Regions from separate parts of the Mus musculus genome. Here region 1 is linked to region 2. The links are chromatin contacts, called in public capture Hi-C maps. All regions are on one chromosome and are shown on one strand. The core of a region is the stretch at or near the end of the contact, and the rest is flanking DNA. Distances in the headings are between cores, read along the strand shown. Region 1 holds the start of Zfp384 (zinc finger protein 384). Region 2 holds the start of Lrrc23 (leucine rich repeat containing 23).

Region 1 (3,308 bases), core at 257-2,756, 230 kb after region 2:
GCTATGAAAAATTAAAAAAACCCTTTGGGTTGCAGCAATCAGGGAGTTTCCTGCAATAGTTTATAATGTTCATTTACGTATCAAACGTTTACTGGAATGCTTAACAAATTCTGGGATCTGGTGATACCATCGGGAGCAATTCAAAGTCCTTGCCCTTATGGAGCTGGGCAACAACACCAGGTGAGCTGTAAACAACAGCAGGTACGCTGAATGTTGTACTTAGAATTAAAACCCGGTAAGAAGATAAGAGATGTGGGTGTTGGCAAAAAGAAAAGACCAAAGTGAAAAGAGTAACGGAGTGGTCAGAGGAAGACCGATTGAACTTTGATAGCACCGATCCCGAAACCTCAAACAACTATGGGCCTTCTTACCTTTCTTGAATATTCAAAGAAATTAGTTTCCCCCACTCTAGCTCAGCAAAAAGACATTCGGGAAGATCCAAGAAAAAAGGGTAACGTCCTACAACAACCTAGTCCATTAAGAAATGAGCTGTGACTCCCGTCTTTTTAAGATTCCGCATGGTCGGACTGGAGAGATGGCTCAGTGGTTAAGAGCATCGACTGCTCTGCCAGAGGTCCTGAGTTCAATTCCCAGCGATCATGGCTCACAACCATCTGTAATGGGATCCAATGCCCTCTCCTAGTGTGTCTGAAGACAGCTTCAGTGTACTCAAATAAATAAAAAAATAAATAAATCTTTGCCGGGCGTGGTGGCGCACGCCTTTAACCCCAGGCAGAGGCAGGGGGATTTTTGAGTTCGAGGCCAGCCTGGTCTACAAAGTGAGTTCCAGGCCAGCCAGGGCTATACAGAGAAACCCTGTCTCGAAAAATAAATCAAAAAGGATTCCGCATGGTGAAGAGTTGGCTCAGCTGGCCGCTCCTCCAGAGGACCGGAGGTTCGGTTCCCAGATCGCACACAGTGAAGCTGGAAGCAGGTAGCGGTAACTCCTGTACACACACGGCATGCATAGGCACAGATAAACGCACATAAAAGTAAAGCAAATCTAGAAAAAGAGGGGCGATCTAAACTGTCTTTAGTGTCTTGATGCATAATTCATGAACCCGTCTAGCTTCCATCCTCCCACTTCCCCAGAGGTCTCTTCCGGAAGCCCGGGAACGCTCTCCTGATGCTCAGCTTCAGCCCTTTAACACACGCTGCCTTCACGTCCGGTTTGGGCGTCACATCCACCGAGCGCTCCACCGGTCCCCGGGTAAGGAGCTACTTCCGCCCTTACGTGTCGTAACTTCTGCCCTCAAGATGTCCGAGCCCTAACAGCACCGGATGTGCTCGAGCGGCTCTCGGAAGTGACTCGGACTCTGACCTGTTTCCCCCCCCTTTCCTTTCCTGCTGCCGCCCTCCCCCCGCTACTTTCCTCCCCCCCCCCGTTTTCGTTTCCGGCTCTCCCGCCTTCTCCGAGAAACGACTGCACATTGAAGCTGTTGGGGGGGGTGGGGGGGGAGTGGGCGTGGAGGACTCGGGGTTCCCGGGAGCACGAGCCGCAGCACCACTTCCGGGTGAGTGTCCAGGAGGGCGGGGGCCCCCCCACACCTCGCCTCGCGCCCCCGCCCTGCGGGTGTCTCGCGCGCCGCCCGGCCGAGCGTCGGGGTCCGTCTGGCGCCTGCGGTGCATGCCGGCGAGCCCCGCCTCGCGGTTCCGAGCCCGCGCCCCGCGGGTCCTCCCGCTCCCTCGGCTCCTTCCTTCCCCGGTGACCGCCGCCCCTCCCGCGCGCTGGCTCTGGCGCTGGCGTCGCCGCCGCCGCCGCCGCCTGGTGAGTGTCGCGCCGCTGCAGTCGGTGCGCGCCGCTGCCCCTCGCTCCTCCCCCCCCCCCTTTACCTCGGGCGAGTGGGGAGGGGGGGGTCCACGATGGGACTGTGAGTGCGACTGTCCCGGAACCGGAAGTGGCGGCGGTGGAGGAGCGGGCGCTGAGGAGGAATGGGGGGGGTTTAGGGGGCGGGTGCCTGTCTAGTGGGTGGCAGAGTTCAGCTCCCTGGAGGGGTGAAGGAGGGACGTCCCAGAGACCGGTCTTTGAGGAAGGAGTGGGACTTGACATCGGGAGGAAGGACCGGGTTCGGTGTCTCGGGGGAGCGAAGGTTTTAGGGGGACAGCTGGGAGCCTCCAGTATATAGACCACTGAAGGTTGAAGGAAGTACTTCTTGGCACAAGGCCTTGGGTAGGAAGGGGGCGAAGTCCTAGCTGAAGTGTGTGTGTTGGGGGGTTGGGGGGGCGAGGCTAGAGGAAGTGGCTGGGCCCGAACTTGGCACTGTGCCTGACACAGGGCTAGGGCATCCCCCCTACCCTCAGCTTTGCTTTCTAAAGCCACTTCCCAGGAGCAGGGACCTTCCTTCACCTCTGACTCCTGGTTCCCTGTAGCCCTGGGGGGAACGAAGAATTAAGTGTCTGAGCCCAGGAGTGGAACCCAAATGCTGCTAATAGAATTCATCTTAGTTTTGGGGAACTGGCTTTATTTCCCTTATGTACACTTAGTGGGTGTCACTCAACGCCTGTGACTCTAGCCCTTCCATCCTTGGATTGTTGGTTGGGGAAGCTGTCCGCTTTCCAAATTGCTGACAGTCAACTTGTGAGGCTCTCCACAGTTCTCTGGTGGCCTTTACATACTGGCCTCTGTAACCTAGACAATTTTGTTTCCAGAAAGTTCAGGAGCCCTGGAAAGGAGAAGGAATAAGACGACAGGAGGAAGAGAGAGAGAGGGTAAGACAATCTTGGTTTAATGATTTGGGGAGAGATGGGGTCATCTCAAATGGTTTTTCTTTTTTTTTTTTCCTTTACAGTGTGATAGAATTATTGAAGTAACCAACACCAGCGCTTGCAGAGAGAGAGATAAAAGCCTTTTCTTATTGTTTCCCATAGTACCCAGGAGGTTTTTGTGTAAAAAATTGGTAGTTTCTTTGTTACCCTTTCATGGCCACTGGTACTCAACAGGAATAAAATGTGAAATACTCAGGTGAAGCCACTAAATGGGCTTACATTTTGTCAGAGATGTATTCTGCTGTGGAGACACAGGGACTCTGATTACAGTATAGTCTTTATGGTGTCACTTAGAGAAACAACAAAGGCAAGTTTGGAGTTTCCCATTCTTGGTGTTCAGTGGAGTGTTTGAGTGACTCTGTTGAGTGATGAAGACTCTAACATGAGACAATTTGAGTTTGATGTGTCAGGTAATATTTTTCAGAGAACACTGCTTCTTGGATAGTTTGAAATAAAAGAGATAAAATTATATGCTTTCTGCTCTAGTAAATCTGGGAGAAATCAAAGTGATACCTGATGCTAATACTGAAACCTTTCTATTT
Region 2 (3,152 bases), core at 510-3,009:
GTCTTAACAAATGAATGCCTGTATCCAGATGACTGCGTGGCTCAGCCTCCAAACATATACTGCCTGCTTCTGTCAGCTCCTCACTAGGAAGGGAAGGTCTGTGTATCTCTTCCTAAGGACCCACCTTTGAGATCCAGGCTTCCCAGACGGGGGTGAAAGATGCCTTCAGTGTCTATGATCTGGTTGTAGGAAAAGCTGGCGATCTGCAGGTAGGGAAGTTCATTCATCCTAGCACTCCGAAGCTGATTGCCATCGGCCTTGAGCCATAGGAGGTGAGTGAGACTGTTGAGCGGCGATATGTCTGTAATATGGTTCTCAGAAATATCCACATAGCGAAGATGGATATAGGAGCGCAGTAAGGAGATGTCTGTGAGGTCCCTAGGAGGTGGGAGGGGGGGGGGAGAGATCCACCGGAAAGGATAAGAACCCAGAGAGAAACGGCACAGGTGCTAGGACAGAGAGCAATGCAGAGAAGCCTTGTACTGGGATGACAGAGACGGAGGGGAAGAGGAGGCAAGTGGGGTTTTCTTCTTGTTTTTCAGTGCAGAGATCAAAACTAGTGCCTTGCACATGGCAGACGACCTTTCATACTACTAAGCTACATCTCGGAGCCAAACAGAGACTCCTCCACAGAAGCTTCAGTGTGTTGTTTTTGGTGCTGGGAATGAACCTGGAGCCTTGTGCATACTAGGCAAGTTCTCCACTGCTAAGCTACCCTCCCAGTCACCTAAGAGTCCCGGACGGACGTTCTGAAAAGCGAAGCCCACCATGTCTTCCCATGAGCTCTAGCCCAAACACTCAGGAATGAGAGAGGGAAGGCACGAGATGCTCCCGTCTCGCAGTCCTCACCTGTCCTTAGCCTCCAGCTTAATATAAGCGTGAGCCAGTCCACTGCCAATCTTGCAGAGTAATGAGAGCCCTTCCTTCATCATGGCCTCCGTGATGGGGGTGGGCAGCCACTGTAAGAGGTGGGGAATACAGGCATCCCTCTCCAGCTCCCCTCTAGTCCCGAGCCCCGGGAGCCCTCCTGAAGCAGGCTCTCACTTCCTCAGAGGCTTCTTCTGTCTCTTTCCTGTAGTCTTCCCATTCCTCTATCTCCTTGTCACTTTCCACTTCATCCTGTTCTGCATCAACGTCATCCACATCATCTTCATCCGACATCTTTCTCTGCCCTGCGCTCTGGAGTCAGATGAGACTCAGTCCTGGTCCTGAGAAAGAAGGTCTTAGCTCCCACCCCCCCAACCCTCCAGTCCCTCACCTCCAGCTACAGGTGCCCTATACAGTCTGTCTCCTCTGAACTCCCACTTGTGCATCTTTCCTCATGCTGGAGACCGTCTTTGGACTCCCAGTCTCTGCTCGGAGCCTCCTCCCACTCCACCCCTGCTCCCTTCAGGACACTTTCCCACACTCCCGGACTGTTCCTGCTGTCACTTGCCTCCAACAGTGTCCCAGCAGCCCAGCGTCCTCCTTCCTCAATTCCCTTTGATACAGTTCTACATGTCCTCCTAAAATCTCCCCTACCTACTCCTCCTCCCCTTCTTTACCCACACCTCACCTCCGGGTTGGGTTCCCTTCCACCCCAACCCCTCTTCTAATGCGGCCTCTTTGCTTAACACCACCATTTCCCTGACACGAAGTCTTCAACCCTCCAACCCAGTTCGCCTTCAGAAGTGGGCGCAGACCCTGACTCTGCTCCTCTAGAAGTAGTTAAGGAGAGGATCTTTGTGCTGAGACGCCAAGACTGTTTTTTTGGAAGACGCAACGGGGTAGCCGGAGTTATTTATTGTTGTTATGGCAACAGGGGCGGGACGCTTAGCTTTGCAGCCAGCTTCCGTTGAGAGTTTAGAGTACCTCAACCGCAAAGCAAAAACCCTAACGCCCCTCTTTCCACCCTCAGCGGGTAGCTCAGTAGTTGCCAGGTTACGAGGCCAAATTTCTAATCCCAGGAACCAGGAGAAGGCGAGAAAAGAGTGTCAAGGAGTTAATTGTCGGCGGACATAAAACAATGGTCCAATATTAACAGCAGCACTGAGAAGCGGGAGGGAGGCGGGGCTGGCCATTAAGTCCTTAAAGCAATTAGATGTCCGGATGCAAAGGAATTGGGCTTTAAGACTATACCTAAGAAGCAAAAAGGAGATGGATGAGGGGGGAAAGGCACGAAGAGAAGCAAGAAATACTAAGTTATGGGATTTGTTGCTGGCCGGGTTCCGCTCATTTACTTCGAAGGTGGCCTGGTGGTGCAAACCTTTAAGACCCAGCTTTGCGACCCCTGCGACCCCCTCTGGCAGGAAAGATAACTCAGAGATTAAGGGCCCTGGCTGTTCTTCTAAAAGACCCAGCTCTATTCCCAGCACTCACAAACCATCTGTAACTCCTGCTCTAGCGATCTGATGCCATCTTCTGACCTCTACACATAAAATAATAAAATTAATACATCTAAAAAATAAAAGGTCTGGCTTGGAGTCTTGGTAGATCTGCTGATTACTAGCAGTCCTCTAGAATTCTGTAGAATAAACGTAACGTTAAGAACTGGGAGGAGTCTGCTGAGTTACTCTGTGTCTTCGCTGTTGCTGTTTTCCTCTGAAGCAGCAGACTTTCTATGTAAGCCAGGCTGCCTCGAAGTCACTCCTTTCCCAGCCTCTTAAACACTGGGATTACAGGTGAGCGCAACCATGCCCAACTAACACTATCTTGTGGAGTCTAAGGAAAAGAGAATGCTTGATACAGGAACACATGGGACTAATTGTTACCTGCTTTATATAAAATGCAAATTGGAGGCTAGATGGCTCAGGGGTTGAGAGCACTCGTGCAATTGCAGAGTTTTCAGCACCCACAAAAGGTGGCTCCCAACCATCTAGGACTCCATCTCCAGGGGATCCAATGTCTCTGGCCTTCATGCACATACTCTCCCCACCCACACACACATACACACACAACCATACACTTGGGTAAACTAATCTTTTTAAAGATTGCAAAGTGGTCTGATGGAATATGTGTGGGCTGGAAGTCAGAAAGTGTTCCTTTGGATCAGTCGAGTTTGGGGAACGTAATCGACAAATCTGTTCTCTTGGTGTCAAGGAACGGGAGCTCTAGCAACAGCGGTAGCTTTAAAGCATAAATCCTGGGTTCCAAACAGCTCTGCTACTCAAAGC

Evidence for each region. Capture Hi-C pulls out chosen DNA fragments and counts their contacts.
Region 1: a capture Hi-C map of macrophages shows a contact between it and region 2, with 3 times the contacts expected there. The contact joins the promoter of Zfp384 here to the promoter of Lrrc23 in region 2. A contact is called at or near these places in 8 of 39 promoter capture datasets (the C10 cell line, cranial neural crest, frontonasal cranial neural crest and 5 more), 1 of 484 Hi-C or Micro-C datasets (embryonic stem cells), 2 of 115 datasets of contacts at active chromatin or transcription factors (embryonic stem cells and epiblast stem cells) and 4 of 9 other capture datasets (adipose tissue, liver, macrophages and 1 more).

Annotation. Positions count from the first base shown.
Region 1 is chr6:125,007,732-125,011,039 of GRCm38.p6, forward strand. It overlaps Zfp384 (zinc finger protein 384), which reads left to right and starts at 1,507. Exons shown (of 12, transcript NM_001372420.1): 1 at 1,507-1,768; 2 at 2,650-2,709. It overlaps 4930557K07Rik (RIKEN cDNA 4930557K07 gene), which reads right to left. Exons shown (of 4, transcript NR_130997.1): 4 at 2,445-2,663.
Region 2 is chr6:124,777,968-124,781,119 of GRCm38.p6, forward strand. It overlaps Lrrc23 (leucine rich repeat containing 23), which reads right to left and starts at 1,760. Exons shown (of 8, transcript NM_001302555.1): 1 at 1,683-1,760; 2 at 1,045-1,179; 3 at 850-959; 4 at 125-378. The coding sequence starts at 1,161.